3 separate regions of the Sus scrofa genome follow, and all the other regions are linked to region 2. The links are chromatin contacts, called in public HiChIP or PLAC-seq and promoter capture Hi-C maps. All regions are on one chromosome and are shown on one strand. The core of a region is the stretch at or near the end of the contact, and the rest is flanking DNA. Distances in the headings are between cores, read along the strand shown.

What was found. Promoter capture Hi-C pulls out the DNA fragments that hold promoters and counts their contacts. HiChIP or PLAC-seq counts read pairs in DNA pulled down with a chosen protein or histone mark.
Region 1: a promoter capture Hi-C map of liver shows a contact between it and region 2, with 5 times the contacts expected there. The contact joins the promoter of HEATR5A here to the promoter of SCFD1 in region 2. A contact is called at or near these places in 1 of 5 promoter capture datasets (liver) and 1 of 2 datasets of contacts at active chromatin or transcription factors (skeletal muscle).
Region 3: an H3K27ac HiChIP or PLAC-seq map of alveolar macrophages shows a contact between it and region 2. The contact joins the promoter of HECTD1 here to the promoter of SCFD1 in region 2. A contact is called at or near these places in 1 of 5 promoter capture datasets (fetal liver), 1 of 47 Hi-C or Micro-C datasets (liver) and 1 of 2 datasets of contacts at active chromatin or transcription factors (alveolar macrophages).

The regions. Positions count from the first base shown.
Region 1 is chr7:68,142,184-68,145,675 of Sscrofa11.1, reverse strand. HEATR5A (HEAT repeat-containing protein 5A) reads right to left here and starts at 2,079. Exons shown (of 38, transcript XM_021099894.1): 1 at 1,946-2,079.
Region 2 is chr7:68,849,384-68,852,890 of Sscrofa11.1, reverse strand. It overlaps SCFD1 (sec1 family domain-containing protein 1), which reads left to right and starts at 1,836. Exons shown (of 26, transcript XM_021099902.1): 1 at 1,836-1,973. The coding sequence starts at 1,916.
Region 3 is chr7:68,316,324-68,319,437 of Sscrofa11.1, reverse strand. It overlaps HECTD1 (E3 ubiquitin-protein ligase HECTD1), which reads right to left and starts at 1,271. Exons shown (of 41, transcript XM_021099884.1): 1 at 613-1,271. LOC110261745 reads left to right here and starts at 293. Exons shown (of 3, transcript XM_021100055.1): 1 at 293-346; 2 at 404-1,735. The coding sequence starts at 293. The coding sequence ends at 1,525.

The sequences.
Region 1 (3,492 bases), core at 830-3,329, 710 kb after region 2:
GCTGGATTTGACCCATGGCCTGTCAATTGCTGACCCCTAGTGTAATCCAAAGAATTTAACACTACAACTAGATAAAGGATACAATTAAGTGATACAAACAAGTCTCCAGTAGTTCCTAGGGCAGAAGTTAATTCTTTTCTTAAGTGAAATTTAATAACCATTTCAGCAATCTCCTTAAAATGCAGAAGTGCTTTTATGTAAGAGGACTAAGGTCCCACTAAAGGGCTGTTCAAACCCATCAACTATACTATGGATAATTTAACAGAAGATTCAATAATGCAGACATCATTAAACCAGTTAAATAGGATCGGAAATAAAATAATTTTAGAATATGAAGGGACCTAAACAAATCCAGAGTTTAATCTTTTGCTTTTTTCAAAAGCTAATTAAGAAAAAGTCATAAAAGGTCATAGACTGTCTCAATCTTTTCTGTTTCCTCTTTTGGTGGCACTGGCTGCATGGGGAAGTTCCCTCGGTAGGGATCAAACTTGCGCCACAGCAGTGACCCCAGCCGCTGCAATGACAATGCCGGCTCCTTAATGTGCTGCAACCACAGCGGGAACTCCGCCTCCTTTTTCAAATAAAGGTGAATGGAAGAAAGGAAGATAGGTGAACTGCCTAAAGACAAAAGTTCTTAAAGAATGCATTCCTTAAAGAATGCATTATTTATGCATTTTAAAAAAAATTTAAGATTCTGTGGATTATGTATTTTCTGTTACTAAACTCAGACACAATGATAAACAAAAAGGGAAAAGTGACCTAAAAACTATAAACAGTAGTAGAGGAGCTTAAGATAGAATTCAACTCTTCCAATACTATAGCCATCTATATAAAACTTTTTTCAACAGTCATTATTCTTATGCTATAAAAACTGTCTGCTTACCCATTTCATTAAAGGAAAAAAAAAAAAAAAACTACGGTGTTAAGATGTAAGACAAATCTCGGGTTCAATGATGTTTGGAAAACGAAACAGGACAATTCTCCTCTCACCATCCATTTAATGCCAACCACTAAGGACACTTCTACTTTCCTTACACTTTAATCTTGCCAGAGTATTTCTATGAAAGTTCTACACCGTACTTACGGACCTTTTCCCCTTTTGAACCTCTTCTCTAGGCTGGAAGTTCCTTAAGGGCTCTGAGTGAGCCTGCACATAAAAGGTGCCGAATACTTGCTGAATAAATAAATGCACACAAAAAAATGTACGACTTTTAGTGAAGGAGCTCAAATCATTTAACAACTATTATACGACTTGACAGTTACAAAAATCATCTTAACTTGCCAGAGATATACGTTACTGCAACTAGTAAATACCATAAAGGGCTTTATAAAGTTTCCAAAGACTTTATAATTCCTTGAAATGACGCTGTGCTGGCCGAGTAGGGTACGAAGAAATGTTTCATCATACTAAGCAAGTGCTAACCTAGCAAAGGCTTGCTTTCCTTCAGAGAAGGGCTGGATTAGTCCTTCTCCACTCTCTACGCCATATCCACTCTCCACTGCTCCTGGAAACCTGCCTGCAGAATCGCCCGCGGGCGCTCAGAAAACCTCGCCCGGAGCTCGGGTATGGGCCCCCGCTCCCGGCCAACCCAGACACGGCGGGCGCCGCCAGGGCGGGTCCCGGGAGCGGCGCGCCGGCGGGGCGGGCTCGGACCTTCCGACCTTCCCCGCACGCCCGGGGGCACCCGGCGGCCAGAGTCCACGCCTACCTGTTGTGCTCGGATGAAACCAGACTTTCCCGGAGCTCAGACCGACCGACAGACTGCATTGGCCATTCGGTCGTCCGGGCGCCCCAGTTCAACCCCTCCTCGGAGAGCTCCGGCTCTTTCGTCCAGGACCCCTAATTCCTCGACCCGTTCCTGCTCTGAGTCCCCCCTTCCTCCACCTCTTGGCTGTCGCGAACACCACGGAGCAACCCCACCCCCGCCCAAGAAGCTCAACTCACGGTGCAGGCCCCGGTGCGTGGTGCCTCCCAGCCGGCAGGTTGCCTGGACACCGCCCCCTCTCGCCAGGATCCGCCTCCACTTCGGGGATTCCCGACTGGTCGCCCCGGGTCCCCCACAACTCAGCGCCCGTCCCAGCCCCGCCACGTTATCTGTTCCACAGCGCAGCAGGGCAGCACTGGGACTCGCCAGCGGCGGCGACGGCGAGACAGCAGGCGGGACGGGCGCGCGCGGGGCGGGGCAGGAAAGCCTGGAGCCTTGAGGGCGGCGGGAGCAGGCGATTGGGAGCGCGCCCCGCACAGCGCCGCCGACCCCAGGCCCCGCCTGCGGGCCGCCGAGCCATCGAGCGCCCACTCTGGCAGGCGTAACTGCTCCACCGCCGAAAGAGCGATGACGGAGACGGTGTCCTACTTTGAGGCAACGGCTGGCTTTGCAGCCCTGAGAGTTCGGCCACACCCATTTTTGTTTGCTTTTAAAGCCAGACCCAATCCTTGGAGGCAGCCTTGGGGCAGCTGAGGTCTAAGGCACAACTGGAGCCTAGGGAAATTCAGGCAGAGATTTCCGTGGGTGTAGATGGTGGAAGGGACCCTAGAGAGAGCTTTGTACTCCTAAAAGTCTGGGGCCTGTCATGAAGCCACTTGCTCAAGGTCACACACACAGTCAACAGCAGAATTGGGACTAATAGCCTCTTGACCCCAAGTCAACTGCATTTTTCCAGTATACTCAGCGTTTTTAATGTAATTTTTCAATTTCTATTTTGAAACAAGTGCAAGCTTACAAAAAATGTTGGAAGTATAATACAAAGAACATTTTTCTCCTGAACTATATGAGATATAAGTTGCTGACATGATGTCACATAGTCCCTAAATACTTTAGTCTGTATATCTCACTAATAAGCATTCACTCCTACATAATCCTAATATAACTATCAGAATCAAAATGTGTGATATATTACATTTTGCCAATTTCCTCAATAATGCTAAGAGGAAAGGATTCAATGCAGAATCAAGTATTTATTTGTCTGAGTTCTGGTCGTTGCTCAGTGGTTAACGAATCCAACTAGGAACCATGAGGTTGCGGGTTTGACCCTGGTCTCACTCAGTGAGTTAAGGATCCTGTGCTACAGTGAGCTCTGGTGTAGGTCGCAGATGCGGCTCGGATCTGGTGTTGCTGTGGCTGTGGTGTAGGCCAGCAGCTGTAGCTCCAATTGGACCCCTAGCCTGGGAACCTCCATATGCCGTGGGTGTGGCCCTAGAAAAGGCAAAAAAAGATTTAAAAAAAAAAGTATTTATTTGTCATGTATCTTTAGTCACCTTCAATCTGGCACACTTCCTCAGTCTTTCCTCGACTTTCATATCCTTGACACTTTTGAAGATTCCTGGCCAATTATTTTACAGTTGGCCTTCACTTTGCATCTATCTGATGTTTACTCATGGTTAGATTCAAGGGTAGGTATCTCTGACAGCACTCTCACAGAAACAATGCTCTGTCCTTCTCATTGCATCCTATCAGGTGGCACCTGATTTTAATTTGTCTCATTTTGATGTTT
Region 2 (3,507 bases), core at 587-3,086:
ACATATTTTTTTATACATTTGTTTGCCCACACTGTGCACTCTTTGGTCAAGACAGTTTTTATCATTTCAAATGTATATGCTGTATATAAACATTAAATATGTCTTATTTCATATCAGTATGACTCAAATTTTGGGAGGTCTATACTGGAGCTGAAATGGTTACATTATAGATTTGCACTTGAAAGTGGAAGCACCAAAATGAACAAGATTAGGCTCTCAGATGTTGAAGGTGGGAAAGCCTGTTTATTATATATTCCATGAAAACAAAAAATGAAGTAAAACTTTCACATAGCACAGGAACTCTCATTTCTGTTTAATTATAGCACACCTAGTTCATTGGTGATTCCTTCAAAATATTACTGATAACACTGAATAAAGCAGTAAATATTCCAGTTAATTTCTTATTGAATATGCCAATTAGCTGTAAAAATGATAGTGATTTTTCTGCTGTTTCCATGAGTTTTAACTTTAATATTTTAAATTCCACATGTATGAAACAGTAAAAAGCTTTCAGCTATAAGATGAATAAGGTGTGAGCATCTAATATATAACATGGTGACTATAGTTGATAACTGTTTTGTTTGCTTTTTAGGGCCGCACCTGCAGCATATGGAAGTTCCCAGGCTAGAGGTCAAATCAGAGCTGCAGCTCTTTGGCCACACAACACCGGATCCCAGCCATGTCTGTGACCTACACCACAGTTCACAGCAATGCCAGAACCTTAACTTACTGTGCAAGGCTAGGGATTGAACTCATTTAATCATGGCTATTAGTTGGCTTCATAACCAGCTGAGCCACAATGGGAACTCCTAGATATAACTATATTGTATACATGAAATTTGCTAAGAGGAGAAATCAGTATTTTTCACACACAAAGAAAAATATGTGAGTTGATAGATGTGATAGTTAACTAGATGGAGGGACATTATTTCATAATGTATGTGTATATATATCAAATTGTCACTGTACATTTCAAGGATCTTTCCACTTTTGTCAATTACACTCTCAATAAAGCTGAAAAAAATATGGAAGGAAAAAAAAATAGATTCAGTTCTAGGGTGTTCCCTGATGACATTAAGGTTATCAGTCTTAAGTTTCATAAAAACTTATTTGTGGAGTAGTGTTTTATTATAGATTTTGCTGTTTATGTAATTGTTAAACATAGTCTCAAAAATTTGAAAATTTAAGTTTTCAAACCAGTTTTTAAGGTACAGGGTCTGTAATTTCAGAATTTGGTGCAGCTTCAGAACAAACAATAGCTAATGCACAGAGTTGTGTGTCCATTTTTGACATCCAATAAAAAATCTATGGATTAGAAGTCATCAATATCGGATATATTTTGTTATCACATGGCTTTAAGCGTACATTAAGAAGACACCTGCACGTGAGGTTGAGAAATCTGCCAAATGAGAGCAATACACCAAAGCTGACCGTTTCCCTGGAAAGGGGAGCAAAAGGGAAACAAGCTGCGCTGGTAAAAAGAAAAGGGAGCTGGCATTTAAGTGCCGATTTTGTTCCAGGAGCTTCATTTACTTTAGTCCTGTGACCCTTAAGCCCCAGGAGTATTATCACACTTAAGAGATATGCAAACGACCAAACTAACAGTCAATATGTTCTTGGCACTACAACACGTTTCTACCCTAAGAGCTCAATTTAAGGCAGCTACTCTTTAAGAACCTGCGGCTTGATAGGATAAAAATTCCCACTGTTCCGCCTCCGAAAAGTAAACTGCCTAGGTGTCCAAAAATGATTCCCTCATTCTTTGTTCGGCAAGTTTTGTTGCTGAGGGTACGGAAGGGTCACCGTAGGGGAGGCGGGGCTCGGCCTTCTATGATCCCGCCCCTCCGGGCTTTGCTTCCGGGGCGGTCGGGGCGGCCACGTCATCCACAGGCTCCGCTTGCCAGCCGGGCAGTGAATGGTGGGAGTCAAGATGGCGGCGGCCGCGGCAGCAAGTATTCGCGAGAGACAAACAGGTACCGACTTATTCTCTTCTCTTCCCTGAGGTTTCATGCTTGCAGTGAGGACAAGCTTCCTATGCTTGTCGCCCTCACTCGGTCGCGGTGCGTGCAGCTCAGAGGTGGACCTTCAAAAGTTTAATCCTGTTCTCCGAGCATCGAGAGCCCCTCCCCTCTTGAGTTTTTAGGGAAGAGATTCCATTAGCTTGAAAACTCGGCCCTCGGAAGTGGTGCCAGAGAAGTGGCTTCTCGGGTGAGCAGGTTGCTACGGTCCTGTCCTGCACTTGTCGCTTTCCTACTGGACCTCAGAAGGCCTTTACGACAAGATTTAGCAGCTGGCATTTCCCCTCCCTGTGTTGCTGCCTATGAGGTCTTTCGGATTTGTTTCTGTGCATGGTTCAGTTTTCTCCCATTTCAATATTTAGAGTTGCATCTTCCGGCACTTCCACCACAATAACAAAATTTAAGTGTTCTTTTCAGAGCAGATTACATTCTGCCATTTCTCTCCTTTGGACCAATCTTTGGGGGTACCAGATGAGAAATGCTCAGTGTTAAAAGATTTCTGTCTTCAGCATGCTGGAATGAGGTATAAGAATGGCAAAATAAATGAATTAACCTTTCCCATTTTAATTATTTGGCAAATTAGTGTTCTTAAACTATGCGTTATTAGTTTCATGTTTAATAGAACGTAATTATATAGCTCCTGTGTATATTGTGAAATACGGTTTTAAAAAATACACATTCCTTCTCTTTGAGCTTTGGTATTTTTTCCATCTTAGATAATTTTAGTTTTGCCATATTTTTTGGAAACTTGTGATGACAACTTGGTTTATACCTGTTAGCTACAAACTAATGGATTATACCTGTTAGCTAATTGTCTCGAAAATTGGCAAACTGTTAATTCTGAGGAGCTAGTAGAAATAAGCCATCAAGAATATGCATATTTGGAAATTCTGTCTCTTGTAATTATGTTCTTTTGCATATAAATCTGTGTAGGAAAACAACTGATTACAATTAATATGGTCTATAGAAAGGATTTTGGCTATGCTTGATTCCTTCCTTTGGAATTCAAAGAAAAAATTAATGGTAGACCTTAATGTAGTAATGATACACAGTGCATAATGAGTTATGTTCTGCTTTCCACCAATGGATAATTTAGTGTAAACTATCAGATGAAGTCAGGCATAACTTAAATACATGAAAGTCCAAATAAAATTTGAGGAATACCTGCCATTCATTTTATTTGTATAAACAAATAGAAACCCCACTTGTCTTTGCAGTATGGTTCCAACATCTTACTGAACCTCAGTGAATTAGGTCATACTGCATATTAAAATAAAAAACATGTTAAGAAAGACTTTATGCCAATATAAAGGAGCTTTTTGAAAAATTAAATTTGTTAGTAATTTTTATATGCAGAAACTTTGTAGAATATTAAAATCTAATAGCACATAATTTGGATTTCTGCAGTAATAAATTTAATTGTAGCAATATTTCACATCATTACTACATAGGTTATTCCAGATTTATCAAATTAGTACTACAGTTGAGT
Region 3 (3,114 bases), core at 22-2,521, 530 kb after region 2:
AAGCTCGTAAGTGCCGTGAAGGAGAGACGGCTTTGGGTCCCCTGCAACCCAGGTGCAGGTGTATAAACCCAGCGGCAGGTTCCAGTGGGCACCCAACGGCGGCCGTCAGCAGGGGTGACCCAACACCCTAGGCCCACTCGACCCCGCGCCGAGAGGCGCAGGCACCGCGCTCCGGTTTCCTGGCACCAAACCCGGCTAAGTTAGCTACCTGTGTCGAAAAGGAGGGGGAAGTTTTGGAGGAGGAGCAGCAAGCCTCTCTACCCTAGAGGAGGCCACCGAGGCGGGCTCGGAGATGGGTCTCCCGGGAGCGGCGCCCGGAACTCCGAGGCCCGGGGAGATGTCCCTGGCCCCGCCGGGCGGCGAAACCTTCTCAAGGACAAGGGGAGGGGGGGGGCTGCCGTAGGTTCCGGCTTGGACAAGCCGGGTCCCGCCCCGGGCAGAGCCAAGGCTGGGAAACAAAGGGGCTAAGAGGGTAAGTCAACAGCAGTGCCGCCGACCTTACCAGGGGCCGGGGTCTCGCTCCCAGCCCGCCGCCGGGCATCCCTCATCCCGGCACCAGGGCCGTTCCGACCGCCCAGGGAGTCCCCGCCTCCCCTTCCCTCAAGCTCTTACCCGGGCCTGTCCTCCCAAACCACTCCGGTCCAGCTCCAAGCAGGCCGCGGGCAGAGCCAGGCCCGGCCGCGGCCCTAGAGTTCCCAGGAAGCCGCAGGCCGCGCAGGTCGAGCCGGGCAAGCGGCACAGGAAAAGCCGCTCCTCGTCCCTCCCCTTCCTCCGCGGGGACCTGGTGACGGGGAAGCGAGAGGTTCCCCAGACCAGCGGCAGCCAGCGCACGTCCCGTCCCCGGCACGCGGCTCCTCCGGCCTTACAGCTCAGAGGCCCGCGCGGTGCTGCCGGCGGCGGCGGCGGGGGAGGCCGCGTCCATCGCGATCCGGGAGGGGGAAGGGAGGAGGGTCGGGGGAGAGCCGGGCGGGGAAGCTGCGGAGGGCAGCCGTGCGGCGCGGAGGCGGAGCAAATGGGCTCTACTGACTGCGACCTCGCCGGCCGCCACGTGGGGCGCTGCAGGTGCCGGTCGGCCAGTGGCGCAAGGGGCGCCAGCCCTGGGTGCCAGGCGGCGGGACGCGTCGCCGCCTCTCTCTGGTCTCTCTCGCACTCCGGGCCTCGGTCTCCCTCGGCCTTGTCAGCTGTCGCTTTACTATCGTACGCCCTGCACCTTCACTATGCTATCAATCGGAGCGCGCTCCCACCACCCCGCACGCGCGGCTGCACGTACGCTCAGCGTGTTTTGCACGGTGTGTACACACTTGGCGCGCTCCTGCTGACGGCACTCAGGCTGCACGTCAAACCTGCGGCCCAGGCTGTCTTTGCCTGGCGTCCTACCAGGGCGACCGTACCCGGCCAAGAACTGGTCACCCCTCCTCGAGCACCGAAAAGTGTCGCGGGAGGAGAAGCGCCTCCCTTCGGTCCTAGGAGGCAAACCGCCCGCAGTTCGTTGGAAAGAAAATCTTTCACAACTCCGGGGAAGTAAATATTGTCGAGTGTTCTCTCCATTGTACGGATGAGAGAACTGAGGCTCCCAAAAGCGTGAATTCAGGCCCAATGGCGTCCCCAGTAAGCAGCAGCACTGCGAGTGTGCTTTTGATTTTTTCCTGTGGGTTTTGGTCGCAAGAATGTCTGTAATTATTCCCTTCGGACGTTCTGTTTCACAGGCGTTGAAAACAAAATATATTTGCTTATGGTACGTACATGGAGATATTTAGGATATAATTAATTGGAAATGTGACTATAGCTTCCTTTTTTTAAAATCAAGAAATTAATGCCTTGGTTTGTGAGATAGGTAAACCCATGCCCAGACACCCACTGTACTCTCACTTTTTCATCTTTTAAACAAACATGAATATTATATGATAGTATTTGAGAAGCGTTCTTTTAAGCAGTTAGATTGGGTTCACCATATGCTTGAAGAACTAGTATTTTGGAAATTACAGATTTGCACTGAAGATATCTATAAGTACTTGTCCGACTGTGGCAGGTAAGTGTCCCTAGGTCTCCTGTTAACAGATGAAACTCAGAGAAAAGAGTAGAACATTCCAACTATCTTGTCAGAACTACAACACATGAGAATAATTATTTGTGAGCTATGAATGTGACTTAAGAGCTGCAGGAAAATCTTTAAGGAGGAGGTGGGTTCCTCTTGGACCTTGAAGAGTGGGTAGAATGTGAACACCACAAGGGAGGAGAAAGAATACAAGCAAACCCTATGTTCTGAGACACAGGAAGGAGGACCAGCACCTCAAGCAAAAAACCAGCATTAAGCAATGATAGAGAAGATAAGAGCTAAAGTGAGAAGGGTCTTATGTGGGATCCAGAATTTAGGGTGAGGTAACATGTTCTGGACTAGAACATTGACTGAAAAAGTTCTGGGCCTTAGATGTATAGGGCCAGAGTGTCCAGAATGGCTAAAAACCTAGACAAGGAGACTAACTGGGAGATTGCTAAAGTCCCCCAGTAGTGGAGGGAGGGAGGAAGAGCCCAAAGGGCCTAGTTTTTGGCGTTAAGAATGAAGAAGAGGAGTTCCCGTCGTGGCGCATTGGTTAACGAATCCGACTAGGAACCATGAGGTTGCGGGTTCGGTCCCTGCCCTTGCTCAGTGGGTTAAGGATCCGGCGTTGCCGTGAGCTGTGGTGTAGGTCGCAGACGCGGCTCGGATCCCGCGTTGCTGTGGCTCTGGCGTAGGCCGGAGACTACAGCTCCGATTGGACCCCTAGCCTGGGAACCTCCATATGCCGCGGGAGCGGCCCAAGAAATAGCAACAACAACAACAACAAAAAAAAAGACAAAAAAAAAAAAAAAAAAAAAAAAAAAAAAAAAAAAAAGAAGAATGAAGAAGAAATATATCTTTAAAATATTTTTTAAAGATATATCAGAATGTAAATGAATAACCTCAATTATTTTTATTGAAATATAGCTGATTTATAGTATGTTAGTTTCAGGTGTACAACATAATGATTTGGTTTTATATATATGTATTTTTTTTCAGATTCTTTTTCCTTATAGGTTATTACAGAATATTGAAGTGTTAGAAGAGTGGAAGGAGATTATGTATGCAAAGAACCT